Linked DNA regions of Mus musculus: region 1 is linked to region 2. The links are chromatin contacts, called in public promoter capture Hi-C maps. All regions are on one chromosome and are shown on one strand. Each heading gives the region's core, a stretch centred on a gene start, on an enhancer-like site or on the middle of the called end of the contact. The rest is flanking DNA. Distances are from core to core; before and after follow the strand shown. Region 1 overlaps Lpp (LIM domain containing preferred translocation partner in lipoma). Region 2 overlaps Lpp (LIM domain containing preferred translocation partner in lipoma).

Region 1 (7,238 bases), core at 2,021-4,520, 450 kb after region 2:
GGCTTTGTCATGAAAATTCCAAAGCTTGAAGAGACTCTTGCCTACAGCTTTCCTTGGGGCAGCATCCTACCTGTAGCAGTTCTGACCACTCTACTGAACATCTCTCAGTGCCTGTAAATCTTTCCTTCTGAAAGAGACTGACAGAGATCTAGTCACAAGATATAAGTGCATCTATTAGGCAAGTAACCAGATCCCCATCTTGCAGTAGCCTCATGTGGGTATGTAAGAAGCTTTGATAACCAGGTTTCTATTTGAATCTGGTCAGGCCAGTCTTTGGTTTAGTATGTGTGTGCATGTGACTCTTCTCTCCTTAACATTTGCTAACGATTGGGGTAGTATTTGCATACTGCTGGGGACTGGATGATGTAAAACTTGCTTCTTCTCTCCAATATTGTTCTTCATGGTGAGTTTTTATGTTTTACTTACAACTACTGAACTACTACCATGCACAACAAAGCTACACAGGTCATGAATATTCAAAAGTGTAGCTACCTACCTACCTACTTACCTCTACCTCTACATACACACACACACACACACACACACACACACACACACACACACACACACCACATTTAAAACCATGTACTCTCATGTAAAGGCACATAAACAAATGTACATGTGAGGGCCCTTATTAAATTAACCTCTACAGTCCCCCACAAACTATGTCCACAATGGGAATGTGAAAGCTGTCCTCCACTCTTTCCTCTTTGCCCATTTAGTCTGTTCCTTTATTCTGTGTATTTTGAAACACTTTTGGAATCATCCCCTCTTCCCCAACCATGCTGCCAACTGCTGGTACCATACTTTATAGCCAGGCATAATAGACAGCATGGATTTTAGCACTGAGTAACAAATGAGCAAGTGTTGGCTCTGCTTGTATTTGTTGTTGTGATCATAAAAAGATAAAGCGGTGTTAATATATGTTCTAAGGGGGTGTGGTGGGGTGTGGGTGAAGGGGGTGCCTTAGCCGGCCCATACCAAGGCATCCCCTTCCCCCTGAGAGACCAGCCACACCCCTGAGAGACCAGCCACACCCCTGAGAGACCAGCCACAGGACTGTATAGTGTAGAAAAGAGTTTATTCAGGGCAACTCAATAGAGAGTTAAGAGGGTAGTAGAGGCAGAGAAAAGGAGAAAGTAGAGAAGTAGAGGCCAACCATGACTACATGGAGAGAGGGGGGAAGGGAATGGGGAGAGAGGGGGAACGGGGGCAGGGGAAAGAGGCAAGGGAGAAAGGCAAGAGTAAGAGGATTGGACAAGCAGCCCCTCTTATAGTGAACCAGACTACCTCGCTCTTGCCAGGTAACTGTTGGGGTGTAGTTTAGACAGAATACCAATATTTGTTGTGTGATAGTTGATGAGATTTAACTTTTCAGAGCTTCTCTGTCTTTGCCTGCAGATTAAAGATAAGGCAGTGGCTTATGAGCTCTTTTATCACCCTCTTTGCTCCTCTGTGCCCTTCCTCCACTTTTATCTAGAGGTGTTATTATAACATGCATATAGGCATGTATGTTTAAGGCCTAAGACATATATCCACTTTGTTACATGGCAGTGTTTTATTGGTTGGTCTTCTGTAGAAACCCTCCTTGCCCTGCCTTGGGCCCAGGGCTGCAGCCTAGTTCCTCCCTCCTCACAGGTCAGTAGGTCCAGACTGCCAGTGTTCTCACTTGCTCCATGACTGTGTGTCTTCCATCTTTCCCCTAATACAGAATTCCCCACTTGGTTTTCAAAGCCTGAGTCCACACTTTCCCTTCTAAATCTGCCCTGATTGGATCTATATGTTATGTAACAACTGTGTGCCCATGAGCTCTAGAGAAGGCAAAGGCCAGGTCCCATTCATCTTTCTCTTCTCGGTGAGTTCCAATGCCTGCTCTGTGCAGTAATCACTTGACACTTGTTTATGTGGATATTCACATTCTGTGTTACCTGTTCCAGCTACATGTTAAGATTCGTTGCCATTTGCCCAAGAACTGTTCTATTAAAACATTTTCAATTTTACTAGAAATTTAATGAGAATTCCTCTATTACTCTGTGAATTTTTACCAATCCAGTGTTCAAAGTTGTATGTGGAAAGCAGTGTCTCAGAGGGAAGCAATATGAAACACATGGAACATCTTTCAGGAGCCACATGACAAACCACAAGATTCAGATAAGAATGAAATTCCCTCTAAAAGCAGGCTTAGAGGCTGGGCACAGGATCCTGATAAGGTAGCAGGGAGCCAATGGATTCAGGCTTTGAAAGCTAGCTGGGAAATTCCATGTATGTGTAAAAGGGAGAAAGCCTTTTACCAAGCCATGCATGAAGGTTACTGCTGTCTCTGCTAGGCTGCCACATAAGTAGGTCAATAAATAGTTCATTCAAGTATAACTTTAGTACCTATTCTAAATGGTTTAGAATCTTTTGAATAAGCATGAATTTAAAAAAAAAGAACCCTCTAATATATTGTTCCAAGATTTTTAGCTCAGCAAATCTCTTCTACAATCTTTTGGAGTTGGCAAGTTCCTCAGAAGCTATCCTAAGGATAGTGGTGGTATAGACAAGACAGACGAAGGGGCTCATCACTGCCCTTCATGCCCCCTCTCCTTATTGCTTTAGTGGACAGTAGGACCACCTAGTCCTCAGGATCCATCCTCAGAGCACTGCTGGAAGACCTCTCCATCTTCCTTGATCAGGTACTGATTTACAAAAGCAAGAGTTTGGCCAGCCCATGTCTCCGATTCCCACTGCCTTGTTCTTGAAGTTGCTCTTCATGTTTCCCTCCAGCAAATCCCATGGGGAACCTCTGAAGTGCCTAAGTTACTCTTTAATAAATATCTCTCTTCTCTGAGGCACCATCCCTCCTAGTTGAACCACCTGCCACAAGCTAAATTATTCCTTAGTGTTTACACCTTGCGGATATTTATAGCCATCATCATGGCACCCCTTAGTCATCCTCCAGCCCCGGTGTGTTACATATATAGCTCTTTTAATCTTTCTACAAAGTCAGACTCCTCAGTCTCTTAATCACTTGTACCATCCTCTCTCTGGTGCCTATAAGAGAACAGTTTGAATATATCCCAGATGGCAAAAAATAACCCCAACATGTGGTAACTAGGGGGAGAAAACCACGGAGGAGATGAAAGGAGCAATCTCCAGGTTAATTAGTGGGGTGGCCGCAAATATGTGCACAGTTTGTTTCAGAAATAAAGCAAGCTGTATTTGTTGTAACTGTCTCCACTTTGAACTCAGTAGTATGTTGGTGGAGCCAAGCTGTGTTGATGGTCCAAACAGCCACTAAAGACCTTTGACTTTGTACTCCCTCTGTGTATCTCTTGCTTAAGATGGACTTCAAATAGGATCACATAGCGATACAAGAAAATATTACTAGTTTCTGTTTAGTTTTATGGCTTTACGTGGTTTCTGAGCTTCATATAAGCTCAGTAAGGGAGGACCTTTGACTTGTCTCTCTCGTTATTAGGCACATGGGTATTAGTCATCTTATAAAATTAGCAGTGTTTACTGAATATGATAGCCTAAATAAGGAACAACTTCAGTACAAGAGTGATTGCTCAGAAATGCTCCACAGACAGCAGGAGAATATGGCCATTTCCAAGTTTGTTTTTTTATTAGATATTTTCTTCATTTACATTTCAAATGCTATCCCGAGAGTCCCCTATACCCTCCCCCCACCTGCTCCCCAACCCACCCACTCCCACTTTCATAATGTTTTGAAAGGCTATGCAGAAATGTCCACTAAGTGATTTTCTCCACACCTGATTCAGCCTTGATTCAGTTTATGTACTTATCTTACAAAATGTATCTTGGGTTGGAAAACTAAACTCTGAAGGAGTCCTTAGGAAAACCTCCCGATTCCTTTGGGGGAGGCTGCAGGATGTACCATCTGTAAGAAGAGTGTGCCTCAGCTGTATAAGAAAGGTAGCTGGCAAGGCATAGGAGTGCATGCTTTTAGTCACAGCACACAAAGTCCAGACAGCTTAAAGCAAAACCAGAGAAGAATGCTGCTTACTGGCTTGCCAGGAAAGGAACTTGCAACAGAAACAACATGTAGGAACGCTCTTCACTAGCTTGCTCAGTTCCTTTTCTTATACACACCAGACCCACCTGCCCAAGGATGGCACTGCCCATGGTGTGCTGGGTCCTCTAGCATCAGCCATTAATCAAGAAAATGCCTCATAGATATGCACACAGGCAAATCTGATGGAGATGGGTCCCTCAACCGAGATTTCCTCTTCTCAGAAATGCATGTCTAAGTTTGTGTTGAGATGACAGAAGGTATTGCAGGAAGGTACCTGAGGATGGGCCTGAAGTCAGCCTCTTCATTAAGTTCCTGTATTGAGTTTTTGCCTTGGCTTCCTTTGATGATACACTGTAAACTCTAAGGTGAGATAAGACCTCTCCTCCCCAAATGCCTCTTGGTCATATGGTGACCACAGCAACAGAACACACAGCAGAGAGGATGTGACCAGCCTCCATCTGTGACTCCTAGGAAATTTTCCTTTTCCCAGAGTCTCACGTGGTCCAGAAAGTGTTCCTTCTGGCCCAGCCATGCCCCTCCTATAGAATTGTATGCTTTCTTCTGCAGATGTCTCTAATGTTCTTTCAGGCTGATCAACTCTGACAGTTTCTTCGTGTTTTCTTTTACCAAGCATTTGTCTGCAGCTTAGAAGATATGAGTCTCACCAGAGTTCATTAGAATAGATTTTAGGCTTTAATATTTGTAACTGAGCAGTTCTGCCAGTCTGAAGGTAGCCAAGGACAACCATTTCCTCTCACACACAAAGTAAGGTTGTGAAGGGACTTTTTCTCTGAATGAAGGAGGGGAAGAGGAAAGTAGAAGCCTTCTCATGTTTTATTCAAATGTTAACAAAGAAATCGAGAAGTGTGTTTCCTTAAAATTGACACCATTTTTATCCCAAATGTTCCGGTGAGTGATAGTGGGTATGGCAGGCAGTCACAGCAGGGGGAGCTTTCTCCAGGAGCTCAGTCCCCGTGGGAAGCATTACCTCCAAGTAATACACTAATCGCTTTGAATCCTGCATATTTTCACATACTGTGTGCATACATACGGATATTAATAACTGTTCCCTAGACGTCACTTCAGCACTTGGAGAGCTCAGTGTTGCTAAGCAAGTGCTGGAGATGGAATCAGATGCAGATGGCAGTTCAGCAGAGAGGATTTTACAGAGACGCATGAGGAGAAAGGACGGAGGTGCTGACTCCATCCCCATGGATCTTTGAGTTCTGAGGTGATCAGCTTGTGTGAGCTATGCCTGATATTCATCCACCCACTGCACTGAGATTATAAATGGCATTGCTAGTGCTTAAAGGTACTTACCTCAGAATCCATCTACTCACATCCTACCTGCATCTTATTCAGTGGTTTCTGTCTAGTAATTTCTTACAGCATTGAGACATACATAAATTTTACTGTTTTGTGTATATGTTCTATTTCCATATATATCTTAGAAGAATTCATATTTTATACTATATATATATATAGATGTATATGTCTATGTGTATATCATATAGAAATTCAGAGGGGAGGAGACCCTTTTTCATACTACCTTCTGATATCTCAGACTAAGGATGATATTCCTATATTATATAAGGCTCCATTAAGGGAAGTAGCTTGCCTAAGGTCACAGGTCATATGTTTCTAGATCAAAATTACTCCTCCTACTTTATATTCATTTAAGAGAAAATGCAAAATGGGAACCCTCCCATGGAGTGAGTATTCTATTTAACAACATTGTTTAAAACAGTGCGTCCACACTGGATGTGACCACACAGGGCCTGGAACCTATGTTCTTCACTCAGGTTTGCCTCTCGCTTGGACGGCAAAGAGTTTAACTTGTTCTTGTAAACTAAGCAGCTAAGCAATGTACCAGGCTTTTTTTTTTTTTAACAAAGAAATGTTTTCATCATAGATTGAAATTGCATATGCTCAGGAAATTTCACCTGCTAGTACAGAGATACTAGTATATGATGTCACACGTTTGGGAGATTGTATGCACAGCCTGAAAAGTATCACTTTTGAGTCCCCAAGGGCCTCAATTTAGAGCCTGGCTCTGCTGTTGGCTTCCTATGGGATCTTACTCAAGTCACAACCTGTCTCTTGACCTTTGTTTTATATTATGAATACTAAAGTTGAATGAAATAATCAATGCTCTTCACTTTCTGAATCCCCTCAATAGCGCATTCTGGGCATTTGGGCTCTAAATAGACAAAAGAACTAATTGGCTTCCTGTGAAGATAGTGCCAATTGCAACTGTCACCTGCCACTGGTCCCAGCCATGTATGTAAGGGTCATTAGATGACTCATAGCTCACTGTCTCACAACTCAAAGTTCAGTTTTGTTACATATTTCTCAACTCATTCACAAGGTTATTTCTGTACCAGCTCATTGGATAACAGGGAAGGTTATCTAATTTAAAGTTCACTGTGAAACAGAAATTCAAAAGATTATACATGCATTTCCGTCTCTTTAGATATTTCTGTCTTTCCCCCTTAGAGCAGGTACTGTAAGACAGAACTCTTTTAGTGGCCATACATTGTTATAGTCTGCCTTATGCTGCTATGGCATAATAACTGAGACTATGTAATTTGTAGAGGACAGAGATTTCTTTATTGGTCTAAAGGATGGGATTCACAATATCAAGATCCTGGCGGGGCTCTGCTGACTCCTGAAGGCCCCTGTGTGCTTCAAGGATGGTAACTTGTTAGTATGCTGTTACACAGTGGGTGCTGCATGAGGCCTCTTTATAGAGGCCTGTTTAAATCCTGGAGGGAGATGCCCTTGTGATTTTACAATCTCTTCAAGGCTCTACCTTTAATGTGATCACATTGGCTACATCTGAGGTTCAGATTGAACACAATCAATACATAAAACATAAAAGTCTAAGATTAAAAGAGGGTAATATGGAAAACAGCTTTGAAGGACATTAATCCATAAGCTGGATTAAATAAGAGTGTGGGGGGGCAGGGGGAGAGAAGGGGAGAGAGAGAGAGAGAGAGAGAGAGAGAGAGAGAGAGAGAGAGAGAGAGAGAGAGAGAGAGAGAGAGACTGGAGAGCGTGTAAGTGCTTGTTTCCTTTTGTGAAACAGAGGGTAAAAAGGACATTTGAGGAAACCTAGTTCCCTGTAACTGAGTCCTGGTTTTCCATTTGTAAAGAATTGTTCCTGTTCTTCTTGTTCATGTCAATATGTTTATTAAAGACCACATACATGGGTTCTACC
Region 2 (6,648 bases), core at 2,845-5,344:
AGGGTTACAGGGGTTGCACAAGGGCATTAAGGCTTGTCTTTTCCTGAAAATGGAGTTTATAGTCACACTTGGCTCCTAGAAGATACACAGTGGAAAAAGGCTGTGAGAAGAGTAAGCCCAAACTTGGCCATAAACGCTTAGGCCTTATGCCTGCTATTTTAGATTCTTGGAGATAGCTCTGCAGGAAGGAAGACCGTTTCTACACTGACACCCACCGCAGGAGACTTTGTTGATTGTGCTGGAATTCCTGACTTTTAACTGGTTAGAGGTTTCAACAGACTTCTGGGTGATGGACTCCTCTTGTCTTTCTCTCTTGCCTCAGGTCCATTCTGTACTTACTGTTTTGTAATTGCTCTCTTTTGCAATTTAACTACGTCATCGTCCTCATGGCTCCTCTTGGTTTTGTTTCATGCTGGCCAAATATAATGAATAGCTCCCTCCTGGGGTGGCCACAGGATCTTGACCTCTGAAGCAGACCTTCAAACACCTTTGACTGAGTTCACTGAGTTATCACGTTTCTGTCATCTCTGGTTTTCCAGCCAGCACATGTCCTGAGTGAAACTTAGTTGATGCCTAACAAGTCTGTGTGAAGGATGTCTTTGGCTTCAGGTTTACCTCTGCCAAATGCTTGTGTTCAGTATTGTGCTGTCAAGATCTGATTCTTGGGAATAGCAAAAAAGTGGCCTAGCATTGTCTTGGACCTGTGGGCAATGCAGCCCCATACCAGCATCTGCAACTTAACCATGTCTAATCATGCCGTAGGTGCTTCTTAGGCACACACTTGCAAAGTAGCACTCTGGGGCTCATCTCCGTTCTGTTGGGCATTTACTTATTTGCAAATATCCCTACCCCATTCTTTCCAAGGCTCGACCTCCTGTGAGTGGATCACTGTATTCACCAATCCAGGAATCTGTTGGGAAGCCCCCACCCCCCCAGTCGGTTTCACAGGTGATGAATATCGGTATTTTTTTCAGGGTGATGGTGGTGGTGTGATGGTGCTGGAAGCTGTCCCTTAATTTGAGAGGATGTAGGGATCTGTAAGGCTTGCAGTTCTTAAGTATCCCAATCCGTTCCAACCCTGGTCTTAATTCGGAATCTCTGAGAAACAGGTCTGGCCATTGAAAAGTGTGCCTTGGCATTTCTGCTGAGCTGGCTAAAGGACTGTCAGTCTCAAAGTGAGGTCTGAAGAGGCCATTACATCCCAAGGTCATAAGGATTTTAACAGCAAAGCTAGAACTAGATCATGTGCCATTGTCTGCAGTGTAGTTCAGAACACCAGAACTACTTGCCAACCTGCCGCCTTGGTTAGGAAGAAGAGCACTTGCCTTGCCTTTTCCAAACCTGATGTATGGAAATGCTGCAGGTAACCTGGTAGTCATGGTAACCTGGTAGTCATGGCTATAGAGGCTTGAGCAGTGCTGACTCAGGCAGCTGACCCAGATACCTGCTGTACTGCCCAAGTCCTCCTTGGCCTTTGTGCAGTGGCAAACAGCACCCTGAATGGCAGGGACGAGGAAGCCATGTTCTCCCTGCTCTTTCTCTGTGGCTCTGCTTGCTTCCATGACAGAGATTTTAGTGTGATTCCCAGACAACCTTTTGTTTCTGGTCTGTCATGTCTAGGCAGTAGCAAGAGAAAGGGGATGTTGGCTGAGGCTTTCCATGAGACATCCCATGGAAGGGCTTGCAGACTTCACAGAGGCCAAGGGTGTGATTAGCACTTTGATTGCGTGGCAGGCCGGAATGGGAAACAGGAATAGAACTAATTACCATGATAGCTGCCATTTATTGAGTGCTCACTCTGCCAGGCAGTCTGCCTGCATCATTTCCCTTAATCCTGTAATAGCCATGAGGGAGGGGATGGGGTGGCTAGTAGCTTCCTCAGTGGTCAGCTGGGAGGTGAACTCAGTTCTGCTTGATTTCAAAGTCATGATACTCTGCTTCTCCAGCTGCACACTTTGCTTCTTAGCTGCCACTCCTAGGGATTTAACCAGAAAGCCTGTGGAGATAGAGTGAACTCAGGGTATAATGATGTGATAAGAGATGTCAGAAAATGCAGTATATTGTGTGAAGTAGTAAAGATGCTGTTCGTTAGAGGGATTCAAGCTTAACCATGGTGAGAACTGGGGTAGAGCGTGGGTTTTAGCGTGTGTTCTTTTATATGACGGTCCATTCGTGGAGCAATATGAGCTAGAAATGTATAGGCTGAACATGGGTGAAGCATACATGTATTTGTTTAGATGACCCTCAGAGCTGTGCTGTTAATGGTTTCTGGGTACCTGTGATGTCGTGATAGGTTCCCAGTGTTCCAGAAATCAGAGCTTTAGCATGTGAACACTCCCTGTTCAGGAAGGCATTGTGAACATTCTCCCAGTGAAAGATAATAAACTATCCAGTGCCAGAGAGTATTAGGAAAATTGTGTGTGTGTGTGTATGTATATATGTATGTGTGTGATTATGTGTGTGTATATTTGTGTATGTGTGTGTATATGCATGTGTTAGTGTGTATACATGTATATGTATGTGTGTGTAGGTATGCATATGTGAGTGGGTGCATGAGTGCATGTATATTTGTGTGTGTATCTATGTGTGTATGTATATCTGTGTGTGATGTATTTGTGTGTGTTCAATTAGGGGAGAGTTGATTGTAATTATTATTTTTTAACATTGCTCAGGATTGGCTTTGAAGGTTGTGTGGCACTAGTTGAGGTTGTAGGATGATGTCACTGATTCAGTGTACTTAGTGTGCCTGTGGGAAGAGCTTTGCCGAGTGAGTTTTCAGCTTCTCAGTTAATGTGGCTCTGTTCAACCATCCTTGCTGTTGGTGAAAGAAAAAACAGGCTTACCCCTTTGTAATTCAGATGTGTGCCATGCGCTTCCTATGGTAGAGCAGTGAGGGCTTTGTGCAAGGACGAGAAAGAATTAGCGTGAAGGAGAGCTTGGGCAGGGCTGGCCAAAGGGGGGGCCATGTAGGGAAGGTGGAGACATCCAGATCTGCTTTAAGATGGAGTGGTGGCTGTCCAACTGCTGGGTGTCCCCAGGTACACATGGTGTAGATTTTGTGAATTGCTACAAAGGAAGTCTGTAAGAATGATGCTCTGAGCTTTGAGAAGGGCTTGCCCAGGGCCATCACCTTGCTTTTTCACTCGTCTTGAATGATGCCTTCCTTCTTACTGCCTTAATAGCAGAGGGGAAAAAGACTTGGATGTTTGAGTCAGAAAGGACTGCCTTGGAATTCGTCAGTATCTCATAGTCTTGACCTTGAGAAAAATGATTCTATCCTCTGAACTATAAAATGATGTCTATACAGAGTACCCTCTAGGACACGGCCCACAGTGCTGGGGAAAACATGGATCACAAATCCTGTTGAGGCCTCTGACCTAGCTCAGATGGTAGAATGTGTGCTGTGCAAGCATGGCAGTGTGGCTTCTGTCCCCAGAGCTTTCACAGACACAAAGCTCATATGGCCTTGCCCTCTGGTAAGGTCAGCATTAGCGAGGCAAGGACATGTGTCTCCCTGGGGCATGTCACAGCCAGTGTGTTCTACTTGGTGAGAGGCCTTGTCTCAGACGTGGGTGCCAGTTAGGAAAGGCACCTGAGGTGGTCCTGTACCATGCTCTGGTCTGGTCTGCACACACACACATGTATACTCTACATCTGCATACACATGACGAGGCACCACATATGTGTAAAGAATCCATGTGGAACAGAGCGGTGGCATATGTAGTCAGACCTGAATGAGAAGGCTGAGGTGTGAATCAGGGACACAGACATTTCTCTTCTCTGCTTTCAGTCTACCCATGTGGGTAATTCTCCTTGTTTTCTTGTTACTCCGAATGTTGCTGGCTTTGTGTCTCACTCAGATAACTTGTACTTCTCCTTTGTCAGTTTTTTCCATGTAGGTTTAAGTCATTACTCTTGGCTCAGGTCAAACCTCTGAATGATTACTGGGGTCTCTCAGGCACTCCACGAGGCCGGCGATAGCTGTCTCCCGTCCCACCACGGGTTGACAACTTTTTCCTTGGTGCCATCTCACCTGTAAGCTGCTGGAGGTCAGAGTTCAGGTGTAACACATTGCTCTCTGCCCTGTAGCACTGAGCAGAACACTGTGCGCGCAGGCAGGTCCTTTCCAAAGGCGCTGAAAGGATTACAGAAACAGGAGGGTGAGCTGATGGCTGGTATTCATTCCCGTGGCTTCAGAAACCTGGGAGAAGCAAGGATGGTTCAGGAGTGGAAGTCAGGCCTGTGGGTACCGTTTCCTCATTCAGGGGCAGGCAGTGACAGCCTGGAGCTGCAGATCCTTGAGACTTGCCACCTCAGGCCTAAATCTGCCTCCTTTAATTACATCCTTTCCAGGGAACAGGAGTCCTTGTTGTCTGCCCTGAAGTTGCTAAATATAGCTCCAACCTCAGGGCCTTGTGTGCTTCTGGGCCACAGCTCTGCAGTCTGTGCTGGTTGTTGAATCTCGGCTTTCCTCAGGGATTCTTTACATTTTAAAGTTTTCATTCGGGACACCTTTGTGTTTTGAAGGCAGCCAAGAGTGTTGAAGGGCAAAAGAGTGTTTAAAACTGTACAGGAAGATGACAAATTTGGGGAGCAGAGAGGAAGGGGAAAGTTTTAAATGAAGGCCAAGTACTTATACATGGAACCCACTGTCAGTAAGTGACTCAAACGATGACAGTGACATCATTTTGTTACCATTTTCCCAGAAAACCTCCTGTCTTTCTTTCTTTTTTTTTTTAACTGAACTATCAGCCATGACATTTAAAAACATAATTATTATTAAATATATTTAACATAAATATTAAACATATCTAGACAGCAACTATTTTAAAACATTATTTTGTGTGTGAGTGTGTGTGTGTGTGTGTGTGTGTGTGTGTTGTGCATATGGAGGTCAGAGGACAATTTTGGGGGTCAGTTCTCCTTTGGTGTGTGTTTGAGATTCCAATACAGGCCATCAGGCTCGGTGTCAGTACCTTCACCCCTGGAGCCTTCTTGCCAAACCAAGCAATTGCTTTTTACCTTGAGATACTTTTAGTCTCTGTCTCTATCTCTTCTTTTTCATTTTATGTATTTTTGAGATGGGATCTCTCTACATAGCTCTGGCTGACCAGAAACTCACTATGTAAACCAGGCTGACCACAAACTCACAGAGATCTACCTGCTTCTGCCTCTCAAGTGCTGGCATTAGAGGCATGGCACCACCACTGCCCAGGTTGTCTTTGTCTTTAATGTCCATCATTAAAATAAAAACACAATCCAGCAGTATATATGGTAAGATAAAAAGACCTCCTGTGTTATTTCTTCCCAACACAATCTCATTCCCAATAATCAACCAATGGCACCCAGTTTTAACTTTCTCCTGTTTACTGTCATTTCTGGGAAAAATGTGTTCCTCTCTTTATTTCCTGAGAGTAGTATAAAATATGCCTCTTGAGTTTGTTCTGTTACAGATAAGGATTGCTTATTTATAGCCAGTTCACACGTGTATTTCCCTTTCCTTGTCCTTTGCTGTTAGCGTAGGCTGTGTTTGACCTGTTTCTTTCCCCTGTTAGCTTATGTCATCTGCATAAATGAGATTGCTGAGTCAGCCCTCATCCTGTCTTCACAGAGCCCTGGGCCTTGCCTTGCCTTTCACCCTCTAGTTTACCTTTGAATTTCTCAGCAACGATTTCACCTTAGCAACCTCAAAGGGTTGTAATGGATTGCATGTGCACCTGTATATAGTTTGCAACAATGTCTAAGTCTTGTGTGCTCTGTCTGTGACTTGTATTGAAGTGAAAACACTGCCATGGACATTATATATAGGTGACATTGCTGCGTACTAGGGCTAACTCGTGTTCTGTAGCCCCATCTCTGTCTTTCTAGGGTTCTGAGGTCATGACCTATAATCCACTTACACGGAAGTAAAATTTTCGTAATGTCAAAATCTAACTTTCTCTAGTTCTTCAAAATCAGCCCAGATTTGGTTTTAATTCTACAGTGAACCTCTTGGTTACTATGATTTTTTTTTTTTTTTGTTTTTTGTTTTTGTTTTGTTTTTTTTTTCTGGCAGCTTGAGGTTTGTTTCTTTTGTTGGGGAAAGAAAACGTAAGCACTCTCTACCCATCCTTTCTGTTTTGTTTTTGTCATTGTTCCTTCTTCCTGTCCACCCACGTATTTGCTTCCCTTGGACATTCTTTTCCTGTGGCACCTTTGTACCAGGCTCTCTTAAGGATGGAGAACACCCCTCCCCCCACTGATTCTGATTTTCTCGTGTTGTGTGCCGTTTCTTGGGGAGATGTGCACAGATGTCTGTCACTTCAGATTGTGCTGACGGCATACCAAAGTCATAATTCCACCCAACGCTAGATGGGAGAAGTCGTCAGTTTACTGATGGGACTTAAGTGTACCTGCTTTCCTCTCCCTGCACCACGAGAAAGCTCGCCAAACCTTAGACCTGGAGCTTCCTGCCAGCTTGTAGGTATCACTTCCACAGTCTCCTAGTCTCCAGGGATTGTTCACTGTTTACTCTTGTCAGTGGCTTCCTGAATCTGCTAATAGTTTCTGAGATTTTAGAGCCTTGTACGTTTCCCTGAGTCTTGTGAGTCCTTGGTTTTCCTGAGTTTTAAGAACTTCTGTTTTCCTTCCAGTAGGGAATGTTTCAAT

What was found. Promoter capture Hi-C pulls out the DNA fragments that hold promoters and counts their contacts.
Region 1: a promoter capture Hi-C map of liver shows a contact between it and region 2, with 2.4 times the contacts expected there. The contact joins two enhancer-like sites. A contact is called at or near these places in 2 of 39 promoter capture datasets (both in liver) and 5 of 115 datasets of contacts at active chromatin or transcription factors (bone marrow-derived macrophages, cardiomyocytes, embryonic stem cells and 2 more).

Annotation. Positions count from the first base shown.
Region 1 is chr16:24,875,846-24,883,083 of GRCm38.p6, forward strand. All of the region lies in intron 9 of Lpp (LIM domain containing preferred translocation partner in lipoma), which reads left to right. Among named protein-coding and RNA genes, the nearest start is that of Gm22672, 4.7 kb to the right of the region's middle. Within about 2 kb of position 3,271, at least 35 of the 459 cell types and tissues checked have an H3K27ac peak or open chromatin away from gene starts, as enhancers often do. A contact at or near this core is called in liver, where this site is marked.
Region 2 is chr16:24,420,462-24,427,109 of GRCm38.p6, forward strand. All of the region lies in intron 1 of Lpp (LIM domain containing preferred translocation partner in lipoma), which reads left to right. Among named protein-coding and RNA genes, the nearest start is that of Gm24440, 17 kb to the left of the region's middle. Within about 2 kb of position 4,095, at least 43 of the 459 cell types and tissues checked have an H3K27ac peak or open chromatin away from gene starts, as enhancers often do. A contact at or near this core is called in liver, where this site is marked.